2 separate regions of the Sus scrofa genome follow, and region 2 is linked to region 1. The links are chromatin contacts, called in public promoter capture Hi-C maps. All regions are on one chromosome and are shown on one strand. The core of a region is the stretch at or near the end of the contact, and the rest is flanking DNA. Distances in the headings are between cores, read along the strand shown.

Region 1 (5,442 bases), core at 995-3,494:
CTCTAAAGTCAATAAAGATGCAAACTTGGTGGAAAGGAAAGTTTGCTTTATTTTGGAGGCCAGCAACTGGGGAGGAGGGCAGATTCATGTCCGAAGGTTGACTCTCCCCACTGACAACCAGCAGGGAAAGACTATTTTTTTTTCCCCCCTCCTCATGCCTACACCTGTGGCTTATGGAAGTTCCCGGAGCAGGGCTTGAATCCAAGCCACAGCTGTGGCAGTGCCAGATCCTTTAACTCACTGCCTCAGGCCAGGGGATTGAACCTGTACCTCTGCAGTGAACTGAGCTGCTGCAGTTGAGATCTTAACCCACTGCCTAAGCTTTCTGACAAAAGCTTTTAAAGGGGAGTTTCCGGGGTGTATAGGTGGAGGGAGGGGGCTGGGTGCAGAAACAGTATGGTCAGCTCTGACAGTCATCCTGAAATTGGTCCTGCAGTGTGGACTGACCAGCGTCATCTTAAGTACAGTTAATCTTCAATTCTAGGGTCGGTTTATTCCTATTTCTTTGAAGAGCTAGTTCTTGGAATTGTGGCAGCTTATGTCATGGCTATGGCCTGGTAGTTATGTAGTTAAGTTCTTCCACCTAATGAGGGTTTCAGTATCTAAAAGACAGCTGGAAGGATATGGCTCAGAATATTATCTATAGCCTTTGAGGAGGAACTAAAAGTCCTTGGCTTTCTTTAATGGGTAAACCATTGCTATTTGGCCTTATTTTCCTCTGTCTGTATTTTCTCATGTCTCTGATTAAACTTATCCTTTGGCCAAAGTATTTCTACAGACAAAAGCAGGTGGAAGACATGGTGGGAAAGGACCATGGAGTTCTGCTCTGTTTCACCAGACCAGGACAGAGCAGGGCAGTCCCTTGGCCAAATCTTGGCCCTGAAGACTGCGCCAGGGATGGGAGGGTCAAGACAGCAAGCAGAACAGCAGAGTAATCTTCAAGGTCTCTTCTCAGCTGCTTTACTCCTTACTAGCCTTTCCATATCACAGCTGAAACCAGGGGCCAATACTAGCCATTAGACCTCGACAAAACCCCTAACCTTTCTGAGTTGTACCTTCTCAATCTCCCAAATGGTATAATGATGCCTGCCCTACCAACCTCACAGGCTTGTTATGAGGATAATATGAGATCAAGCTGTTTCAAAGTGCTTCGTGCATGTTAAATGATTAGGAAAGGGTGTTGGAGGGAAGCTAAACAGGAGGGATGATGGGAAGGTAAGAGCATAAGGGGGAACTGGTATTGCTAATGGGTACTAAAATGGCAAGACTTTGAGCAAGTCATTTCATTGGAGTTCCCCAGGTTTCAAATCTGAGAATTAAGACACCAGTTCCAGACCTGCCTGTTCCCCAAGGGTTGATGTAAGAACTAAAGAAAATGACCACAAGACCTCTTTATAAATGTATACCTAATTATCATGGATGTTTATCTTACTAGATTAGGTTCCTAGCTCTTTGTTATTTGAGGATGGGGGGAAGCATAGTCTCCTGCAGGTACCCAGAGGATGGGAAGTGTGTGTGGGTGTGGGTGCCTGGTCAATGGAAGGGTAGGGCTAGGGATGGGGTTTACCCATTGGTTGGGTAAGGCACTGGAACCTCTCCTAGAGATGGCCACTGATTAGGGATCCTCCGCCTTCAGTCAGGAGGAAGTCAACTAGTTCTGTTGCTGCTGCGATCTTGGGGTTTGCCAATGTGGGGGTGGTAGGTGTTCCCTTATGTTTTTTTGGGGGAGGGGGGCTGTCCAGCTCCAGCTGTCTTTGGACTAGGAACCAATTCTCTGAAGCCTGCTTTTCTAATGGGACACTTAAGCGAGGACACCGCCGAGACACGCCTTCCTAACGCGCATCCGACGGGGGAAGGCGCACTTCCGCTCCGCAGTTGGAGCGGGATGGCAGACCGGCGTGGGGGCAGGGAGAGGTCGGTGGAGAGGAGGGAGGGACCATATCCGGGAGAGTGGCAGCTTCCGACCAGTGGTCGCTCTTCCGGAGAGGCGCTTCCGGTGGCGGCGGCAGCAGCGGCTGTGGTGGTTCCGGGTGTCTTTGTCCCCCCGGTGTCGCGGCCCTGGCCCGCAGGTGGGTTGGGGGGCCTTCCGTCGCCCCTCTGCCCCTTCACCTCTCCCCCGGCCGAGGGGCTGCGAGGGCCGGGCCGCGAAGATGCACCGGGCGCAGAAGGGGCCGAGCCCCCCTTCGGACTGCAAGTCCCGTCTCCCTGGCAACGGCCTCGGCCCTGGGGGCGGGCGGGAGGAGGAGAAACCGCGCGCCTTCGTCCTCCCACGGTGGCCGGTCGCTGTCTGGCCGGTAGACCAGGAGCTGGAGGCTGCTGAGGCAGGAGCCGAGGGCCAGGGAGCGCGGGAGCAGGAGGGCGGGCGCGCAGCCGGATTCGCGTCCGGCCGGGCCACGGAGCTGTCTTCCCACCAACCCGTCCGGGAACAACGGGCCGGGCTTCCGGGGAGAGGGCCCACACCATCTCTCCGGCACCAGCCTCCTCCATTTTTCCGGGCCTTGCGTGGAGCTTTTGGCGGATGTATTTGAATGAATGAATGTCACCGGGGCTCTTTCCAACCCCCTACTCTCCCCAACCATCTGAGGGTGGCGTGGCATGGTGAGAGGAGCGCTAAGTTGTCGGAGACCTGGGTGTGAGTCCTGGTTTTGTCCCTACCTGGTTATGTGGCTTTGGGCAAGTCTCAGTCCCTCGAGCCTCAGTTTCCTGTTTTTGAAAGAGCAATACAGTATCACCCACCGCTAGGTTACTGTGAGGGCACACTGGAACATTGTAATTTCTCCATTTCCTGCTCCTCTGTATTCTCTCCATCCATCTTCTCCATTCATTCTCAGTATTCATCTCGCCACTTTCTTTAAGACCCTTAGTTCCTTTTGGGGGGTAGATGGGAATTTTCTCTGTGAGCTGTTAATTTCTTTTCCGATTGAAGGTTTTTTCCCAAGACTCTGAAAGAGGACAGCATTCCCAATGTCCCAGTTTAAGCGCCAGCGGATCAACCCGCTTCCAGGGGGACGCAACTTCTCAGGTGATCACCTTTATCTCTACCTGGCCTCATACTGGGAAGTATGGGCTTTGGAGTTAGTCTTCTTTTAAAATGAGGCTTTTGGGGTTTCCCTGGTGCAGTGCAGTTTGCTGCTGATATTTTTTAGGAAAATAGGAGATGACCAGAGTGGTTGTCAGCGAAACCCTGGGTGGAACTTGCTTGGATCCACTTTGCCCTCTGGGTTTACTGTATCCTCTCGCTGCCTCTAGTACTTTGGATGGTAGGTACTGTTCCTAGATGGCTTCTCTGTCACAATAGGCGCAGCTTCAACATCTCTTCTGGGTCCTCCTCCTGGTTTGCTCACTCCTCCTGTGGCCACAGACCTGTCTCAAAATGCCAGGCATCTTCAGGTAGGTTGGGCATCCTCTCTAGTGAGTTTCAGCACCTGGGGCTACCCCAGAGTGCATGGCTGCCCAGTGCATTCATTCGGACATCACAGTGTTCATCCTTCCTGACACGCCTGTCCTGGGGCAGTCTGGAGGTGACTAGGCACCTCTGACTGGGGAGCCCTAGGTTCTGGCTCTTGGAAAATCTTTAGGGTGCTTCTTAGAATTAAAGAACTGAAAATCCTTCCAGCATGAACCCCCCACCCCCTTGGGCAGTAGATATGCCTGTTTTTCACGTATGCTTTCTTCCATAGGAAACTCCATGCGGTACTCTAATCGAGCTGGGGTGGGGATGGATAAAGATGAGATGCTAGTGGCAGAGTGTGGACAGGTGCTCCCTGTTACCTTTAAACTGCCCTCATCTCTTACAGGGTGGGGAGAAGCAGCGGGTCTTCACTGGTATTGTTACAAGCTTGCACGACTACTTTGGGGTGGTGGACGAAGAGGTCTTTTTTCAGCTAAGGTAGGCTTGAGGCTGGTCCTCTTCCGGAAATGCTTATTGGATTTAGTTCTGTCACCATGCTGGTGGGTCCCCTCTAAAGCCATTGCTTTGCTTTTTTATGCGTGGTGTGAGAAATCTTGATGGGAAAGTCCTCATAGAGACAGTCAGGGTGGCTGGGCCAGGGTTTCTCTCCTGACTGGGTCTCCTGGCTTGTGTGCTGGCAGTGTGGTGAAGGGCCGGCTGCCCCAGCTGGGTGAGAAGGTGCTGGTGAAGGCTGCATACAACCCAGGCCAGGCAGTGCCCTGGAATGCTGTCAAGGTGCAAACGCTCTCCAACCAGGTATTCATCTCTCCTTGGCACATGAGTTGGAAAGGGATGGGAGGGAAGCCTCTGTGCCCTGAAAGCTGGTCAGAAACCTTACTTTGGTCAAGGGGGTGGGGCTGCATCTTTCCAAGGTAGGGAGCACATCAGCCATGGGATGCCCTGAATTTCCTGCCCTGCAGCCCCTGCTGAAGTCCCCAGCACCTCCCCTTCTACATGTGGCAGCCCTAGGCCAGAAGCAAGGGATTCTGGGAGCTCAGCCCCAGTTGATCTTCCAGCCTCACCGGATTCCCCCACTTTTTCCTCAGAAGCGTGAGTCCAGTGGCATGGATATTGGGGGTGTGACTTTATGGGGTACTCTGGATGGATGGACTTGTAACTATTAGGTTGCTGCTCTCAGAATAGAAGTGGGTACTTTGTGAACTGGAAGAAAGAGACAGGAAATTTGGGCAAATGTTTAGGGTTTTGAGTTACCAGCCATTTCCTTTCTGCAGCTCTGAGTCTCTTCCAAACATCCCACACACTTCATCTGAGCCACCTGAACAGATTTCCTGCTCGGGGCCCTCACGGACGATTGGATCAGGGCCGAAGGTAAGAGGATGATCAAGCAGGAAAGGTAGTTTATTTTATTTATTTGCCTCTAGGAGAATGTCCCCCCTTTTTTGCCACCTGTTGACACTAACATTGTTTCTGCAGCTAGATCCTAGTCCCTTCACCCCCTGACGCAGGCTGATGCATAGAGATGTATATGCAAATATTGGAACTTTATAAGCTGATTCAGCAAGTGGGGATTTGGTGTAATCTTTCAAAATATCTATCACATTGAACTTTTTTCATATAGAATTTTCCCTTTTAGTTCTAGTCCCTAAGAGTCAGACAGTAAGAGTCAGAACTATCAAGAAAATAGTAATTGTCCAAAAAAAGTACCCTTGTAGTATATTTTTAAAATTGAAGTATAGTTCACATTATCCCAGCAGATTGGGTATTTTTATGTGAGACGATCACCACAATAAGTCTAGTTGGCAGCTGTCACCATACAGAGTTATTAGAATATCCTTGACCACATCCTCTGTGCTGTACATTATATCCCTGTGACTTATAACTGGGATTTTGTACCTTTTAATCACCCTTCACCAATTCTGCGCATTCCCCCCACCCTCGTCCCCTCTGGTGACCACCAGTAATGTTCTCTCTTTATCCATAAGTCTGTTTCTGTGTTTTTTAAAAATGTTTGTTCGTTTTTTTTTTTTTTT
Region 2 (5,699 bases), core at 2,456-4,955, 67 kb after region 1:
CGCCGCCTGGGCCTCACTCACCAGCTCATGGTCCCGAACCTGGCCCTGCAGCCGGGGTCCTCAGCCGCAACTCTGTCCTGGGGGATCACTTCCGGATTTAACCAGTTTCCAGGAAGTGACGTGAGCCCCGCCCCTTCTGCCCGGAAGAGGCTCTCGGGAGGGGCGGGGCCCGGCGCGTTAACCCTTCTGCTGCCGCGTACTTCCGCGGAGTTGCCCTAGCCCGCGACCCTCACGCGTAGGTTTAGGGGATCCCGAAAGGCTCAGCCAGTGGCGAGGGCAGGAGGACCCCGGGAGCCATTTCTGCCTTAAACGCGGACTTGTACAATTCTCTTCCGCTGACCACACGTGTCGCCTAGCCGGGCATTGCCTTAGTTTTTCAGTCTGTAAAGAGATTTCTCAGCCAGGGACAGTAACAGTAATTATCGGGGGGGGGGGGGTAAGGAGCGATGGAGGAGGGGGTGTGAGGGAGACCCACATTCTCATTATTATCTTTTGTATCGTTTACATTTTGTACCCGGTGCATGGTTACCTGATACAAACAAAAAAACAAATGGATCTTTTCGCTCCTCCAAGATGGCACAGGGCTCTGAAAAGAAATGGAATAGGTGCTTTCCAGGTTGGAATGTTTGGTGGATTTACTCAGCAGAAGACAAAGAGTAAGGGTTGCTCCTAGTCTTCCAGCCTTGCCTCCGCGCTCCCCACTACAGAACTTTGATGTGAAGGGTCTCATTCTTTCTACTCAATCTTTTAACATTCATTGAGCTTCTACCATGTGTCAGCACTATGCTAACTTCAAGGATACAACCATGAGAAAGCATGGAAACCTGCCCTTATGCCCTCTCAGAGTTACTTACCTGGAGGGAGAAGTAAACAGGCAATTAGGTAATAAAGTATGATGGGAAAGACTAGGACACCGTGGCAGCCTGTAAGGGGGCCACCTAAAAGGCACAGGGGGTTTTAGTGAGGGCTTTTAGGAGGAGTCAATATGCAAGCCACATCCTGAAGGCAAATCAGGCTTGTGCCAGGTGAGTCTGAGGGGAAGGCCGGGGAGGGTCCAGGCAGAGGGTACCTATCGCGGCTGAGAAGAGGACTGAGTTCCAGGCAAGTAGCTCACTTGCCTTGGGTCTTCCAAAGTCCCTCCTAAGCTGGTCTGGACCACGTTAGCCTCTTCACCCCCCTAAACCTCCCTGCCTTAGAGAGTGGCAGGCAGTGAGGCTGGGTGGGTAACTGCTGGGTCCCCAAAGGCCTTCTCTCTCGGAATTCTCCCCCTTCAAAGGGGCTCTAGTGTTTTAGGGGCCGCTTGGCGAGTAGCTAAGCCAATGAATTAGAACACAAGACCTGGATGCTTTGTTCTGCCCACCCAGGGCAGGGTGGAGGGGCTTGGCTTGTGGGAAACGGGGACTCAGAAGATGGTCCACAGGAGGTAGTCTTTCATTTATATTTTCTGTTCCCATTCCTGGGGGCCTAGAGTGTGACTCAATAGAGATTTTCCATTGGAGGATGGGCCCCCAAGCTCATCACACAGATCAGCTTCATCACCATGTCATCCCTCAGGAAACAGACCAAAGTGAGCAGTAAAGCAGCCTTGAAGAGTAAAGAGGAGACAGAGAAGTCACCCAAGAGTGGGCAGGGGAGGGACAGTCCTTGCTGCTTTGCACAGGGTATGGTGGATGGACGGAGGATGCTGTGTGTTTATGAGCCTCCTGGAATTTCAGCACCTGTGGATGGCTCCCCCACCTGCTTCCTCTTTTCCCCATCCTCTCTCTCCTTGTTATTGCCCCAGAGTGCTAAAGAATGTCCACATATTAGCCTAGGCAACCGCCATATCCCAGGGGAGTTCTGTTTCAGGAAACCACATCCTGCTGGCCAAGAATGATGAGTTCTGGACTAGGAATTTGGGGAGTGGCGTTGTCTCTGCAGCAGCTCAGGTTGCTGAGGAGGCATGGATTCAATCTCCAGCCTGGTGCAGTGGGTTAAGGATCTTGCGTTGCTGCAGCTGTAGCATATGCTATGGCTGTGGCTTGGATTCAGTTCCTGCCCCGGAAACTTCCATGTGCTTTGAGTGCAGCCAAAAAAAAAAAAAAAAAAAAAAAATCTGGAGGAGTCCTGGGCTCTTGTTCTTTGATCCTACAGTTGACCTCAGACACGTCACATCTCTCTGGGCCTTGGTCTCTTCATCTAGAGGATGGATCACATCACCAAGTACCAAAGTTGCCAGTATTTTGAGATTCCAAGTTAACTACTGACTCCAGAAGCCCTCAGGAAACAGGAGAGTGGGGAAGGCAAGTGAGATGGGGTCTGAACAGAGAGGCAAGACCAGAGAGGTGAGCAGGTGGGAGGAAGCATTGCTACCTTGGGATGAAGCCAAACGTATACTTTGGGGAGATGGGAGAGGGATGGAGTGGGAGTTTGGGATTAGCAGATACACAGAGTGGATAAACTTGGTGTTCCCATCGTGCTGCAGTGGTTAACGAATCTGACTAGTAACCATGAGGTTGCGGGTTCAATCCCTGGCCTCGCTCAGTGGGTTAAGGATCTGGCGTTGCTGTGAGCTGTGGTGTAGGTTGCAGATGCGGCTCGGATCCTGCGTTGCTGTGGCTCTGGCGTAGGCTGGCAGCTACAACTCTGATTAGACCCCTAGCCTGGGAACCTCCACATGCCACGGGTGCGGCCATAGAAAAGGCAAAAAGACAAAAAACAAAAACAAAACAAACAAAAAAATAGGCTCCTACTATATAGCACAGGAAACTCTATTCAGTGTTCTGTGATAAACCATGATGGAAAAGAATTTTTTTTTTTTTATGCTTTTTTTTATTTTTTATTTTTTTTTTTTAGGCGTTCTGTGATATGCGTTCACAGGTTATCTAATGGAGCTGTAGCGCTGTCTACACCACAGCCACAGCAACCAGATCCAAGCTGTCTTCGACCTACCACGCTCACGCACACCATGATCTTCAACCGCTGATGAGCCAGGATCGAACCCACAACCTCATGGTTCCTAGTCGGATTCGTTAACCACTGTGCCACGACGGGAACTTCGGAAAAGAATTTTTAAAAAAGAATTTCTAAGTAAAACTGAATCATTTTGCTGTATAGCTGAAATTAACACAATTGTCAATCACCTATATTTCAATAAATAAATAATAGAAAGTAAAAGGGGAAAACATGTACCTTCTGGAAGGGAAGGATTCCACCTGAGGCCCTACTGGGGCTCTGCTTCTCATCTTCAACCCCAAACCTTCCACGTAGACAGCAGGACCTTGGAGGAGACTGGCAAGCAGACTGGCCTCCCAGGAGTCTGTCAGGGGAGCACCTGCTCCGAGCTGGGCCCCATTTCCTTACCTGTGGCTCACTGGCTCAGCTTGGCGTGCGATGGGCTGAGGGTGGAGGCTGGGCTGGGGCAGGCAGCCTGCTCTCCTCTGGACCCACAAGCTTCCCTCCGTGAGCATGGTGTGCCATGTGGCATTGATCCCGGGGGGAGCTGAACTCAAAGAAGCACAAACACCAACCACTGTTGTGGAAAGTTCAGCTGCAGGGTCTCCAGACCCGGGGTTGGGAGCTGTGTCTCTCTCTTCTGTGACCAATGCACCATTCAGGCCGACCCTGACCTTCTGGGGGTGGAGTGGGAGAGAATATGAGCAAATTCGGTTTCTGAGTGGAGGAGCTTTGGGTGCTCCTGGTTTCAAGCCCGGTAACTACTGCTCCCTCCCCAGAAGTCTGAGCTAGAAGTTAAAACTTCCCTGTTCAGGTGGCAGGGATCTGCTTTAGTGGCCAAAGCTATTTACTAGAGGGCAAACAGCTGAAGAACCAGCTCTGCCATCAGACCACAGACTTCTCTCTGGAGCTTTTCATGCAGAAGTTGGTAATCAGGTGCTTCCCATTGACTCTCACCTCTGAGGTTTTCATACGTGCCCTCTCTCAAATTCCCCACACAGAGGTCTAGGGCTGATCTAACTCCTCTCCATGCCAGCCTCTAGGCAGCTAAGAGTAAGGATTCTAGAATGGATCTGAGCCGTTAGGGGCTTCATGAGAACAAGGCTGAGACTGAGGGAACCAAGTATGAAGGAGCCAAATTGATGGGCTGAGCTCCCTTGTAGCCCTGAAGGTCTTTGTATCTCAGGGAGGCTCCTGCTGCAGAAATTAAGCAGCAGGTTTCTACATAGTTTCACTCCCTGCTTCTTCCTATTCTGCACCTGTGCAGCAAGATGCCTCAGAACAACAGAATTCTCTGGGCGGTCATAGGCCAAGGACATGGGAGAGGAGTGAGGGTGGGAGAAGATGGAGGGTCTCAGAGTGAGACTTTCCAGTGGTGGGGAGCCCACATGGATGGTCAAAGGTCAGGGTGAAGTGGCAAACTAGAAGCTGGGATGGCAAGCAGAGGTCAGGGCCAGGAAGAGCTGTCTGGATCCTGGCTCTGCCTCCGAGTGGCTTGAGGGAGTCTCTTCTCTCCTCAGGGCCTCATCTTCCTTGACAGTAAGAGTCTGATTAGATCTCAGACTGCTTGTTGCTGGCTGCCTGGAGTGCTCTGTTGAGGATTCTGGGAAATCTTCTATTGATGGGGAAAGTCTGTGATTGATTAGCAATGTCTGCCATGGATGAATAAAGGGAATGGGATCGTATACATTCCTCTTTATTATTTTGTTATTTTTATGCATTAATGGAGCACTCATGATGTGCCAGCACTATTCTAAGCAGTTCACATTTAATCTTTACAACAACGCTACAGGGTAGGTAGGTATTATTATTATTAATAATATTATTAGCATGAAGGACAGTCAGTAAGTAGCAAAATGGAGATTCCAACATGGGCAACCCCCCCCACCAACCCTTAAGCCTTTTTGCCACTATGGAATACCAGCTCTTGTTGATGATTCCTGACAATCTATGATTCTGTTGAGAAAAAAATGGGGTCAGAAGATAGAAGGATCCAGGAGATGCACAAACACTGAATGGCCAGGTTGGGGTAGAGGGCGGGTGAGCACATGATCAGGCGCCTAACAAGAGATCTGACCCTGGGCCTCAGCCTGGGAGCTTTTATATACTTCCTCCAGTTTGGCACACTCAGGACCAGCAGGTGGCAGCACCTGGCAGGGTGAGAGGAAAGGGCAGCTCCTGACTTGGCATGGGAGTCCTTCAGGGATCAAACAACCCAGATAGCGAGGAAAGCACGAACGAATGAGAGTGTGGAGGAAGGCTAGCCAAGGGCCCCGAGGAGGAGGAGGGACCCAGTCTCAGACCCATAGGGAGCTGCCATGGCCAAAGATTTAGTTCCACCCGCAGAGCGAGCCTCTCAGCTTGCATTTCATGGTGCCTGCTGTGGGCTTTTTTTTCCTCCACTCTGGGAGAATGACTAACTTTAAGGACTAAAAAAAAAGTGTTTTGATTACACTGCCTTTTTACCAACTGGGAGCATTAGTCACCGAGGATTGCTGCAGATAACGGGGAAGGCAAGCAGCATCCCCCTCCTCCCCCTCCTGCTCCCTGATTAGCTCACAGAAGCCAGGGAGGAGACGCTAGTGAGAGAAGGAGAGTGCACAGGAGGGAAAACAGTCCCCCCCACGGCATTGCCCCAGGCATCAGTCCAAGGGATGCTCAGCCACACCTGGGCGCCCCCTGATCGCTTGCCCCACAGTAGGAGGCGCCCATTGGAAAGAGAACCAGCTGGAGGAGCACCAGGCCCACTGCTCCCAGGGGCTGAG

Evidence for each region. Promoter capture Hi-C pulls out the DNA fragments that hold promoters and counts their contacts.
Region 2: a promoter capture Hi-C map of liver shows a contact between it and region 1, with 4 times the contacts expected there. The contact joins the promoter of BIN3 here to the promoter of CCAR2 in region 1. A contact is called at or near these places in 1 of 5 promoter capture datasets (liver), 4 of 47 Hi-C or Micro-C datasets (alveolar macrophages, embryonic fibroblasts, liver and 1 more) and 2 of 2 datasets of contacts at active chromatin or transcription factors (alveolar macrophages and skeletal muscle).

The regions. Positions count from the first base shown.
Region 1 is chr14:6,857,808-6,863,249 of Sscrofa11.1, forward strand. CCAR2 (cell cycle and apoptosis regulator 2) reads left to right here and starts at 2,245. Exons shown (of 22, transcript NM_001206340.1): 1 at 2,245-2,632; 2 at 2,927-3,022; 3 at 3,299-3,390; 4 at 3,798-3,889; 5 at 4,093-4,207; 6 at 4,372-4,501; 7 at 4,684-4,780. The coding sequence starts at 2,965.
Region 2 is chr14:6,923,245-6,928,943 of Sscrofa11.1, forward strand. It overlaps BIN3 (bridging integrator 3), which reads right to left and starts at 3,706. Exons shown (of 11, transcript XM_021073387.1): 1 at 3,343-3,706. The coding sequence starts at 3,449.